Regions from separate parts of the Zea mays genome. Here region 2 is linked to region 1. The links are chromatin contacts, called in public Hi-C maps. All regions are on one chromosome and are shown on one strand. Each heading gives the region's core, a stretch centred on a gene start, on an enhancer-like site or on the middle of the called end of the contact. The rest is flanking DNA. Distances are from core to core; before and after follow the strand shown. Region 1 holds the start of LOC103638819 (protein POLAR-like 1). Region 2 holds the start of LOC100501797.

Region 1 (6,463 bases), core at 2,448-4,947:
GAATAAAAATAAAGAAAAAGGTAAATTCAAGGAATAGTTCCCTTTTTTAGGGAGCCCCTCGGGGGTCATGGAATGTTTTTCTTCTCCTCTTATTCCATATGGAATACAATAAATTAAAATTTGCTCCAAAAAGAGGATGAAATCCATCCTATTAAAAAAGAAATAATTTGAATCCGAAATAGAAATAGAAAGAATTTGTTTTTCCAAATTCAATTCTTTATTTATCTTTTATTCCAAAATTCTCCCAAAAATCTAATTTCATTTTCAATGGGGTTAGATGATCGAGTTCTTAATATTATTAGTTTACTTAACTGACACATTCCACAACAAATCTCTTGATTCGGAATTAGGGACTCATGAATCGATTTTCTATTTTTTTACACTTCTGTATCTCATATATATATATATATATATATATATATATATATATATATATATATATATATATATATATATATATATATATGATATTCTTCACCCAACCAAAAAATCTGAATTTTGTGAAACTTATTTTTACATACAATATTTTCCTTCATTTTGTTTAAAAAAATAGAATTCAACCTACCAATCAAATGATTTGCTAAATTCTTGTTCGTCATCCGCAACGTTTGAGATGTTTCCAGATCACTAACAAACACACCCTAAATCTTGCCTATTTAGGCTGGCTGCAGCGGTTGCCTCCAGCCAGCACTCTCCCCTTGCATGGCGCCTGTAGGGGGCGCTCCACGGCCGCAGCGTTGCCCCATGCAGGGCTCCCTACCGGCCGGTCCCTTTCTCTCTCCCTCTAGATTTAGCGTTTCACTATTCACACCCTTCAGACTGTTCATTCCTATAGCAGTGGGTCCACGAGTAATTGTTAGTAGATGAAAAATTGATAGTAGTTGCAAAGTAGATATAAGAAATGATATTTTATGGTTGTAGTGGGGTATAGGGGAAAATATAGGGGGAACCACTGCGGGAGATGAAAAGTAGGGGGTGAAATGTTGATGATGTGACGCAAAAAAGTGATATAGGGGGGAAACTTAGAGGGAACCGCTGCGGATAGCCTTAGGTAACAGGTGACCAGTGTCAAAGGTTGCAATGTTAAACCTTGCTAGAAATGTTCACACTTGTGGACAAATTTTAAAAGACACACATGAGAAGCTTGCTTCCAGGATCCGCCGTCGCGCGCGCCTCTCACTGGTGGGAGCGTAACTGCCAGCGTCGCTAAAACTGAACCCTATCGGCTAGCGATCTGGAGCTTCTTTTATAGACATTTTTGACTTGGTGCGGCTGAACCGGTTGACAACATCGGGTCAGGGCTTCCACTCAGCTATTGAAAGCCTAGGGCTCTAAATACATAAACTATATATATTATATTCTTCACCCAACAAAAAAATCTGAATTTTTGAAACTTATTTCTACTTATACAATATTTTCCTTCATTTTGTTTTTTAAAAAATAGAATTCAACCTACCAATCAAATGGTTTGCTAAATTCTTGTTCGTCACCCGCAACGTTTGAAATGTTTCCAGATCACTAATAAACACACCCTAAATCTTGCCTATTTAGGTAACAGGTGACCAGTGTCGAAGGTTGCACTGTTAAACCTTGCTAGAAATGTTCACACTTGTGGACAAATTTTAAAGGGAAAAGACGCACATGAGAAGTCTGATTTCACACATAATCCATCCATGTAATGCGCATACAGAAACATGAAGTATCAAATCTCATATTGATCCGTACACCAGTAGGCTAACTTACACTGTTACACAGCATTCTACTGATTTTTACCGGAGCCCAAAACGTTCACTGGAGATCTAATATGCTAGCACTAAACTTTGGTATGAACAGGTTGACTATATCTTCCACAAACCGCAGTTCGCCATGGCAAACCTTGTTTGACCAAAATCCTCCTTCGGCGGTCGGTGATCATGGACAGCCGATGAAATCGTGCGCAAGAGTTGTACGATTGAAAGAGAACAGGAGAAATTCGATGCTCATTGCAACTCCTTGTCCTGTCTCAACGCAAACTTAGCCGTGTCCTTCCACAGGGACACCTCCATTTCTTTCTCAACAAGCTTCTTCTCCGCACGCCTCAACGCGGCTTCCAGCTCCTCAATCCGGTCCCGGTTTCTTTCGTGGAGAAGCTCGTGGAGCCTTCTCTCCAACTGTACGGCAGAAACTCCGTTGTACTCAGCGTCATGGTCGTCGTCGTCGTCTTCATCCTCAACACCTCCCCTTGAATCTTCATCAACTCCATCCCGGTAGTCGGCCATCTCGTCGTAGGGCTGAAGCGTTGGGCCCAAATCAGGGACATTTCGCATTTCCGGTCAAATCAAAATCAATGCAAGGTCAGAGGACCATGGTACGGTACCTCGGAATAGTGTTCCTCTTCTTCTTCTTCAGGCAGAAACGATGGTGTCCCTGACTCATAGTTACCCTGAAGCAGCTCCAGCTCGGCGTGGAACTCCTCCTCAAGCACGTCCAACTCCATCCTCGCACAGCAGCCTCCGTCATCCTCGGACGACCTCTCGTAGCCCGCCGGCTCCACGCAAGACGAGGCGAGCTGGTACTCCAGGCGAGCGCTTGCGGTCTGGTCGTTGCCGTCGGTGACGCAGCTCGACGTGGTGGACTCGCGGTTGCGGTCTTTCGGCGCGCCGTGGCCCTCGGTGCCGCCGCTCTTGGTCCTAACCCCGTCTTTTAACTCTCTCAGGAGCGCCTCCATCTCCGCGCGCACCTTGGCCATCTTGTTGAACTCGTCGGACGTCTTGGCCAGCAGGAACAGCAGGCTTAGCCCGACGCCGAGGTCGGGATGCCTCTTGTCGCTCGCCGCTGATGATTCGCATCCTGCGATTGCAGAGCATGGGAGAGGCTTTTAGTTGATCATGCTCACGTTCGTCTAGACTAGAGTAGTAAAAAAAACGGCAGGTAAATTCAGAGCAGAACCAGAAAGTCTGCTAATTCCTCGGAGGGAAAAATAGAGCGCTCTGTGATAAATTCTGGCAAGGCACACTTCTTTGTTTGATCGCATCGCATGTTCTTCGACCACCAACGCAGGTTCGGCTCAATTTGCAGCCCAAATGTCTAAGATTTCGCTAAACAATCAACGATGGCGCCTTGGATGGACACCGAGCACAACGAGGTCAGGCAACACGCACGCACCTGAGGTAGACGCGGCCGCCACGGGGAGGTCGTCGCCCTTCTCCACCACCACGACCCCCGGCTTCCCCTCGTCGCCGCCTCCCTCTCTCCGCAACCTGACGAGCCGCGGCCACCTGAACCTGGGCAGCGCGGACTTGGCCTGTTTCCCCACCGCAACCGCAGCAGGGGAACACGGCGGCGTCACCACCGCCCCCAGGGCCCCGAGCTCCTCGCCGTCGTTGAGGTAATCGACGATCCTCCTGCTCGCGGGCCTCAACTCAGAAGAGGAGGAGGCCATGGCGACCGGCGAGGCGCGCCGCCCGAGGAGTCGCGAGCGCGAGACCCCAGAGCAGAGCAGAGTCAGACTAGAGAGAGACCAGAGTGGCTGGGTTCTCGGTGAGGAAGGCGATGAGGACAGCGGTTTTTCAAACTGGAGCGGGTGGAGGCGGCGATCGAGGGAAATGGTCGTGGGGGCGTCGATCGGGCCGCGGGCCCCGCGCGACTGCGACCCGAGCTGATCCTGCCTCTTCGACGGGGCATGATTCGCCCAAAAATAAAAACAAAACAAATCCATCCAGATAGGTGGCGAGATTGGACGGCAGCGGAGCGGTGGCATTATTTAGCGCGCAAGTAGTAGTTGCTTCAGCACCACAATACGATTTTTTTGCAGGCGGGTCAGGTGTTGCAATTTAATTTGAAACGAACGGAGGAGTTTTTTATAATATGGCGACGTGACGTACCGTTTCCGAGAGGTTTGTTTCTTTGTTCTCTTCTCCGCTTCTTTTTGTTCCGTTCTACTCTTCCTTATTCGTTCAAGCCTATCGTACAGCTAGCTACAGGAGCAGTTCAGCGCTCGCAGAAATAGCCTCTCTCCCGTCTCGCCACGTTGCTTTCCCCGACCAGCCAGCATTGCAGTTGCATAGCTGGCGGAAGATCAAAGAGAAGCCTCTATGCCAGGCGTCTCCGGGACAAAGGTGTACATTTGACCACAGTGGGCTAGTTCAAAGCACAAAAAAAACAACCTAAACACGACTCGATCCAAAATAATTTCGAGTGGATTATGCATCGGACCATGTTTAGACTGAGGATGTGGCCCACAGACAGAAATGAGCACGACTCGTTTACGCATGTACGAAATAGCCTATTTACAATCACGAAAATGTCCATATTCATTTGGTGGTATGCTTCTAATCAATGAAATCATCCGCTCCAATTTGGCCAGCCACATGCCTTATCATAGAGATGGGGTGTCAACCACCTAATGGTTTCGTGCTCTTTGTTTTTTTAAATTATAAAATTTGAAATGTTAATATCTGCTAAATGATATATGTGTTTCGAATTTTGGTCTTTGATGTGAATTTCGAACTTTAGTGTGAATTTTAGGCTTTGATACCAATTTTAGGCTTTGTTTAAATTTTAAATGGAATTTTGGGGGTTTTATAATTTTGGGTCGCCCAAAATGAGATCGACATGTTTAATCAGTTCCGTGTCGCGCCGTGGACCGAGGGCTAAGCCCATGGGTCAGCCCATCATAATTACAGACCGAGCCGAAATTCAAACAGAACAACTTTTTCAGGCTTGGACCGAGCCGGGCGGGACGAATGTACACATATACTTCAGAAAAGAAAGGCAAATGTGTGGTAACATGTAGGCATGTATATGGATATATCAGCTATTAATCGTGATCAGTTTTTATCTATAGAAATACTTGTCTTTATCAACTTACAATCACCTCAACATCACATCTATTTTCCTTTTATTTGACACAAAACACGTTATTTTATTGAAATAAAAAATAAATTTGATTATATTATTAAACAAATAAAATTATTAATTCATAAAAATATTTAAAATTATATAAACTAAATATAAAAATAAAAGTTATGTAATTCATAAATAAGATTCAATTGCTATAGTGTACAACCTCAGTTTAAAAGATGGTTTTCTATGGTTGATGGTGTAATCCTTTATGGTCTAACTTTTTGGGAGGAAGTATTAGCCCTACAGATCTAAAGCCCACTGTTGTGCGTTCGAACGCGTGTGACGTGGCCCGACAACCTAGGTGGGCGCGCCGTGTGTGCAGGCGACCCAACAAACACGCCATGTGTCGGCGGCCCAGTTCCAATAATTAATATCAAAGCTAGGTTGGCCCAGTGCATTCTTAGACAAATCTTGGCTCATAATGTGTGAGGGGAGATTGTTGGGAATAGTCCCACATTATAAGTTGTGGATGGACAGGTATGGTTTATATGGTTGAGTGTGTAACCATCTAATGGGCTAGTTTTTTTAGGGTGATGGCCCAATAGACCCAAAGTACGCTGCTATGCGTTTGGGTGCGTGTGTCGTGGCCGGGGGCCTAGGTGGGCGCGTTGTGTGTGCGGGCGACCCGACAGAAACGCCATATGTCGATAGTCCGGTCCCAACAATTGGTATCAGAGCTAGGTTGGCTCAGTGCATTCTCAAACAAATCTCCCCTCACAATATGTGAGGGGAAGATTGTTAGGAATAGTCACACATTGTGAGTTGTGGATGGACAAGAATGGTTTATATAGTTGAGGGTGCAACCCTCTAATGGACTAGCTTTTTTTGGGGATGTTGGCCCAACAGACCTAAAGCCCGATGCTATGCGTTCGGGTGGGTGTGTCGTGGTCCGACGCCCTGGGTGGACGTGTCGTGTGTGCAGGCGACCCGACGTGCACGCCATGTGTCGGCGGTCCCCAACAATTGGTATCAGAACCAGGTTGGCCCAGTGCATTCTCAGACAAATGTCGGCTCACAATGTGTGAGAGAGAGATTGTTGGGAATAGTTCCACATTGTAAGTTGTGGGTGGACAAACATGGTTTATATGGTTGAGGGTGCTATCATCTAATGGGCTAGCATTTAGGGGGAGTGTTGGTCCAACAAACCTAAACATGTTGCTATATGTTTAGGTGCGTGTGTCGTGGCTCGACGGTCTGGGTGGATGAACCGTGTGTGTGGGCGACCCGACGAGCACAACATGTGTCGGCGGTCCGGTTCCAACACCATGAAGGTGCCGACACGATGAAGCGATCATGGAGGGTGCACATGGTGGACTTATGGTTTTCCATTTCTCACTCACCAACAGATATTATTGTCCTCCTCCCCGCTATGGAAAGGCTACATTGACAATATGTTCATCATGACATCGGTGATGGTGCCGCAATGGAGGCAAATCGACGTGACCGGTTCTACCACCACGATAGACCTAGTGCGGGCACCGTTGGTGGACCAGGCGGACTGCACGACGAACACCATCGCGCTTGGCTGCTGCCATACATGGTGATCAGCCTTAGGGGCGGATCTAGGCTACTTCTGTGG
Region 2 (6,463 bases), core at 2,038-4,537, 230 kb after region 1:
GTAAATAAAACATCTCGTACCCGCCTTCATATCGGGTAAAACCCACTGAGTATTTGGGTTTCGGGTACCCATCGCCATCTCTAATGTAACCACGCCTGGATCGACCGATCCCATATCGACAACCCTGAATACAAGCTTAAACCGATTTCTAATCTCAACCACGAGATCAAGGATCCACGACCCGAACGCCAACCATGACACCCCCACTCATGGCCCTTGGATCGTTGATCCATGACCAGCACTCCACGTGACAAAACGATATCCTCGATCTGCGGGTGAACGCTCGAGCATGGATCGACGACAGGGATATCCTCTACCACCTCCTGACCAACTAGCCACGGTGAACAGGACTTCTGCGGCGACGACCATGGTCGGCGTATGCCAACAAGCTACCCAACTGCTTAAACTCCCATCCTACACACGATACAAGATGCGGGGACGAAGATGACTCGATAAGGATAGGTATTACCGATGATGGTGATGTAGAGGTCATCGTCCACAGTGCGCCATGGCTCGGCGAAGAAGCTCCTTGCCGATGCGAGGTTCCTGACACTACAAACCACTCCCTCCTCACAACAAGGCCACACGCGTGGTCCCCACGCTCCCCGATTCCACTCGATCACCTGTCAAGACACGAATGACAGTGTAGGCTCAAAGATGGCCCTGGTGGCTATACTCTCTCTCTCTCCTATCTTTGCTCGTCCGATGATGGCGCACAACTTTGCTCTCGGCGTGGTTGTGGCTAGACTCAGGGAAGGGCGAGGTGTGCACATTTATATATCCTGATGCCCCTGGCTAGGCGATGCTTAGTTGACAGCATACCGAGCGGGTCGGCACGCTCATAGCAACAGAATTCGGTTACGAAGTAGTTGGGAAGAAGGTTTTGGTGTTTGGGCCCTACACGTTAGCCACACATGGATAAAGAAAAGGGAAGGGGAGCAAGCGGGCCGACATGTATGTGGTTCTGAGGGGAGTGGCAAGCCGAGCCGGACTCAAGTTTTCCCTTTTTCTATTTTCCCTTTTAGTTTTTTATTTCCTGTTCTCAATTTAAATTCACGTTCAAGTTTGATTTTGATTTCCATACTTCAACTTAGATGCAGAAATAAAAAATCATGGCATGATGTAATATATATTATTATTATATTTTTATTATATTAACTATTGTATTCAAATGATGCAAATATGTAGTGCACACATAAATAATTTTATTTTGGGGAAAATACTAATTGTCCAATTAAAAGCTCATTCAAAAACTATGTATTTATTGATTATTTTTTATAGAAAGTAGTTTATAAATATGATCTTTTATCAGAAGATATTTTAATTTAAATCTTGTAGAGAATATTTCTAGATATATAATTCAACAAAACTATATTTCATGTTAGGATCTTTTTTAGAAGGCACATTTATGTAAAACCTGAGAGAATTCTTCTTAAAATTCAAAATTAGGATTTCAGGGTGTTACAAATTCTATCCATTAAAAAGAATCTCGCTCTTGGGATTAGGATTGAGTAGATGAGAAATATAAAAAGTTTTGTTTGTAGTTTAGCTTTTAGTTCCCAAATGGTTCAAAATATTAAGTCTTTAACTAGCTAGTTGCCCATACTTTGCTACGGTTGTTATATATCATATAAATAGGTATCAGAATATTTATTTAAATATAATTATTGTTTATTTCTAAAGACTACAGTACATGTGGTCTGATAGTCACCTCCAAAATTTTGAAGCAAAGGACGTGGGTTCTAGTGCTCGCCCTGCACTATTTTTTGTATGGTGTGGTGGGTGGACCCAGAGAGTTAGTGCCGAGGATGAAGCCGTGCTAGCACCAGGTGGCCATATTAGGTTCTTAATAGAGTAGTATATATATAATTATCAAGTGACTATAGAAGCATAGGTAAATTTAGCTACCTGGTAGGTGGGTTTAGAGAATAGGTTTTCATCCTGGTTAGAGCATCTTCAAGAAAACATGTAAACTAACCCCAAAAGTGTTTTTAGAGAAAAAACACATTTTAAGCCCTCTAACCGTTCCCTTTTCCTCTTCCCATAATCTTCGCGACCCTCATCCCTTGCCCTTTCTTCCGCAAATTTACGTGTCATATATTGCTCCCCAATCGATCCAATGTACGTACCTAGTTGGTTTGCGTTTATTTTTGCCTCACACAGTGGCGGCGGGAGATGATTGAGCAACGACGGGAGATCAATCAATTGCAGCTGCTTGACGGTCATCTTGCTTGACGCGTGGAGATCAATCTAGTGCAGCTATTTGACGGTCATCTTGCATGGATGCGTGGAGAGAAATCTGGTGCAAGTGCAACGGTGGTGGGAGAGCAATCTGGTACAAGCCATGGATGCGTGGAAGTTGTCCATAAGCACCTAGTCCACCTTGCGGTCGCTCCCGTTGTGTAACTGCATCAATGAAGGTGTAGAAGATCGGGGTTTAGATTTTAGAGATCAGTTATTAGCATTCTTTTGTGTGGTTTATATTATTTAGAGTGCAGCTATTTGACAGTCATCTTACATGGATGCGTGGAGAGAAATCTGGTGTAAGTGCAACGGTGGCGGGAGAGCAATCTGGTACAAGCCATGGATGCGTGGAAGTTGTCCATAAGCACCTAGTCCACCTTACGGTCGTGCATCAATGAAGGTGTAGAAGATCGGGGTTAGATTTTAGAGGTCAGTTATTAGCATTCTGTTGTGTTGTTTTATGTTTTTTAGGATTTTTTCCACCAATCTCCAATAATAAGTTTTGGAAAATGTTATTTTAGTAGTTTTTTGGAGTTGCTCTTAAGACACGCCCCGTTTGGATCATTGGAATTGAATTCCATTCTACTAATAGTAATTTAAGCATATATCTATTAAGCTAATTCGGTTTTATGCAAAATATATTTATATACTATTATTAACAAGATGTCAGAGATATTTATGTGCTACATTTTTAATATAGATGAGTGAGACAAAGAGTGTCATGTAAGTTATGGATTAGAAACAAATTCTACTAATGCATAAAATTATTTCCCAACCTCCACCCATGAATTTGAGATAGGCTTATATATGAACTCTGGAAAGTGGTGGAATTTTAAATTCCAAACTAAATAAATTACTTTATTGAGTGAATTCCAATTCCTCTAAAATGAAGGGATCCAAACGCCCCGTTATGTTTTTTGTTTGCTTATAGGTTGGAATAGCGATTGCCTTGTAGAGCGCACGGCCCAGTTGGGCCCAATACTCGACACGACTCATTGACCGGCCCATTACGGCTGAAGGGAGTCGCTCGCCGCCGCGTTCGAGGCGTTCCCTCGTCGCGCTCGCGCCGTCGACCTTCACCGCTCGCTGTCAGGTCTGCCCGCCACGACCTCGCCGGCCACACTCGCAGCTCGCCCTCGCTCCTACGCCTCGCCGGCGAGGCCTTCTGCCTTTTCGCGCCCTCTATCTGCTGCGATCTTTGGAGCATCGTTCTCTTCTCTCACTTGAGATCCAGACCCCTAAACCCTAGAGCTCGCCGCTTCCGCTCGCTCGCTCCGCGCTGGCGGCGACAATGGAGGACGAGGAGATGGAGAAGAAGGTGCAGCAGTACTTGCAGCGCAAGGGTTTCCGCCTCACTGAGCTTGCGCTCCAGGAGGAGCGCAACCGCCTCTCCACCTCCGCCATCTCCGACGTTGCGCTTGCACGGTAGGTTCGGCCCTTCCCTGGCTAGGTAGATTCGTCCATATACCTCTGACCTGGTCGTTTTGGCTTGTGGCGATAGCTTCTGGTGCGAGGAAATCTAGTGGACTCGTGTACACTGTACAGTCTGAATTGGTGCACTTTATTTGGCTGCTTGGTTTGTGAAACTCTGTCTCGGTGCTCTCGCTTGACTGCTGATTTGACTAGTTTGGTTGCTTTGATGTGAACCCTTGGCTAGATAGTCAAGTAGGATGAATTGGCACTCTAATTGAAGAGTATAAAATTATGTCAATTCAGTTCTCATGAAGATCAATGTTTTAGTGGCTGTCACCTGCAGATTACATGCCATTGTTCAGGCCCATCATGCTAGCAACCCTGATTAAAATTTTATCACAATTGAAAATTGCAATAAGTTGTGAAAAATGCTTAACTTTGGCTACACTGTTATTTTGAGGTAGAGTCTGGCCTGTGTTGCAATTGTACCATTTTATTCTATCTCCTGAATCCTGATACAACACCATGTAATTCACCTGTGAGTTCAAGGAAAAAAAGATACTGCTGTTTTCTTTTAGTGGCAAGTGCTATAGTTTGTTTTCTCAGGTTGTTTCCACTCGTGTATCAGACATCTGTTCTTTGGAGAGGAAGAAATGCCCCACATGTTGCTTAGTCGTTAGGACCATCATCTTGGGGAGGGAAGGGATAGGTAACAGCAAATTCAATGTTTCTCTGCCTGAAATTTCTGTGGCATCAAGTTGTTAGAGCCTGCTGTCTGTGGCCATTTGGAAAACTGTTTTTTGGACTGCTTGCAGTTGCATGTGATGATTGGTGAAGCAATCTGCTTTGTTGGTTCAGTGGTGCTTTATTGATATTATAATAATCAAAGATCAGTTGTTTTGTCCTTGTCTTTCACTCTTCCTACATATATTTTCCTAATACCTTAGTATACACAAATTCTGAAGTGGTTATATTTTCACTTACATTCTTACAGTATACATCCTTTTATTTATTATATTCTTCAATAACAGGTCTGACAATGATCCAGCGAGATACTACGATGGATATAGCAGATTAAGAACATGGGCATACAGTTCTCTTGATCAATATAAGGTGCACTGCTTGTAGATAAATTGTACTTAATATTCACATACTTTGTAAATGTAATTTTTTCCAACCAATGCATATGGCACCTTCAAACTATTTCGTGTTGTTACCTTCAAGGGACACATTTAATTGAATCATCTGTGCTCTATCACACAAATTTACAAGGCATACCTCCTTTTATGAATCTCAAATCTGTCACATAAGCATGATTTTGCACTTGACAACTTATGTAGCTCTCGTCTTTCAAAAGGACATTTTCTTATGGCCGGTGAACCATTTAATGCTGTGATCTGGTCTTTTACTTGCGTTCCACCATTCTATTCTTAAACCTGGCAATATAATTCATGTTTCTTAATTCAGATATTTTTTGTAGCACGAATTACTTCGCGTCCTTTATCCAGTTTTCATCCATAGCTTCATGGATCTAGTGGCAGAAGGACATATGCAGGAAGGTATTTGTTATTTTGGATATATTTTGATTTGATAGACTTTCTGTTTTTATTATTTTCATTAATTTATTCAGAGATTTTTTTTTCTATGATACTATTTCCCACAGCTCGGTCATTTTTCCATACATTTCGGGAAGATCATGAGGTGATGCATTCAAGGGATCTTCAGAAGCTGGAAGGCGTCCTGTCTCCTTCACACTTGGAGGTTATTTAGCTCTGCACTATATCGTGTCATTATGTTATGAATGGGCCCATGTTTTATATAAATATATAATTATTCTTACTTTTTAGCATCATACTGTTCACTTAACTTCTGCATGCCATAATTTTCAGGAAATGGAATTGGCCCGGTCTTTTAGGAAAAATAAATTTAAAATTAAATTATGTGAGGTAACTGCATTTCTAATCCCTCCTTTTCTAAACTACCCTTTTGAACTGTGCTTGTTACTTTGTTAGTTTACCCATGCTCTTTGCTTAGATTGATCACTTTATGGAGATAAAATATTTTTCGCGTAAAAAAAGTTGTGTAATGCTTTTATCATGGTGTACCAGAATATTTCAACTTTTCAAGTTCACACCTACATATTGCTAAGTGTAGTCACAAAGGAAAAAGGATAGACACCTTATGTTCTATTTATGTTCTTCCATTGCTTAATCTGATGGATATTTTGTTGAAGGTGGGAGTGTTACTTCAATTCTATTTATTTATTTTTCTCAAATGCGCAGCAGCGCTGCACGTCTTTATATAAAAGAGAGAAGGAACCATCTTACAAGAAGACCATGCTGAGCAAGGCCAGAAAAAACACAGAAATGAAAAAGACCTTCAAAGGAAGGAAAAAAAATACTAACTCGCAGTGTTTTCAAGTCATCCGACTAATCGTGATTAGTCGGCCTAATCGGTAGACTACATCCGACCAGACCCACCGATGCGATTAGTCCGACTAGAAAACTAGTCGTCCGATTAGTTGACGGTTAGTCACGACTAGTTGTCCGATTTGAACTGGGATGACCAGATTAGATGTGTCTTTGTTGACGGGCTGTTGGAGCTGGGCTGCAAATGTGGGCTTCTAGGGTTGGCCAACGGACACAAGACAAAAGCTTGGAGTGCTGGACGCCGGACACCCGCTCGTGCTCCTGCAGTTCTTCGCGAAGAGCGCAACTGCCGATACCGCACAAGGCCGCGACCGCCGCCGCAACACAAGTTCACAGCTACCGCCGGTGCCGGTGCACAAGGATGCAGCTACAGCCGC

The links. Hi-C and Micro-C count contacts between places; a contact is called where the count stands out from the background.
Region 2: a contact with region 1 is called in a Hi-C map of ear, with 1.7 times the contacts expected there. The contact joins the promoter of LOC100501797 here to the promoter of LOC103638819 in region 1. A contact is called at or near these places in 4 of 25 Hi-C or Micro-C datasets (ear, leaf and tassel).

The regions. Positions count from the first base shown.
Region 1 is chr9:108,342,980-108,349,442 of Zm-B73-REFERENCE-NAM-5.0, forward strand. It overlaps LOC103638819 (protein POLAR-like 1), which reads right to left and starts at 3,698. Exons shown (of 3, transcript XM_008661630.4): 1 at 3,145-3,698; 2 at 2,357-2,829; 3 at 1,643-2,270. The coding sequence starts at 3,697. The coding sequence ends at 1,980.
Region 2 is chr9:108,571,719-108,578,181 of Zm-B73-REFERENCE-NAM-5.0, forward strand. It overlaps LOC100501797, which reads left to right and starts at 3,288. Exons shown (of 19, transcript NM_001196453.1): 1 at 3,288-3,669; 2 at 4,689-4,770; 3 at 5,138-5,216; 4 at 5,321-5,418; 5 at 5,547-5,603. The coding sequence starts at 3,536.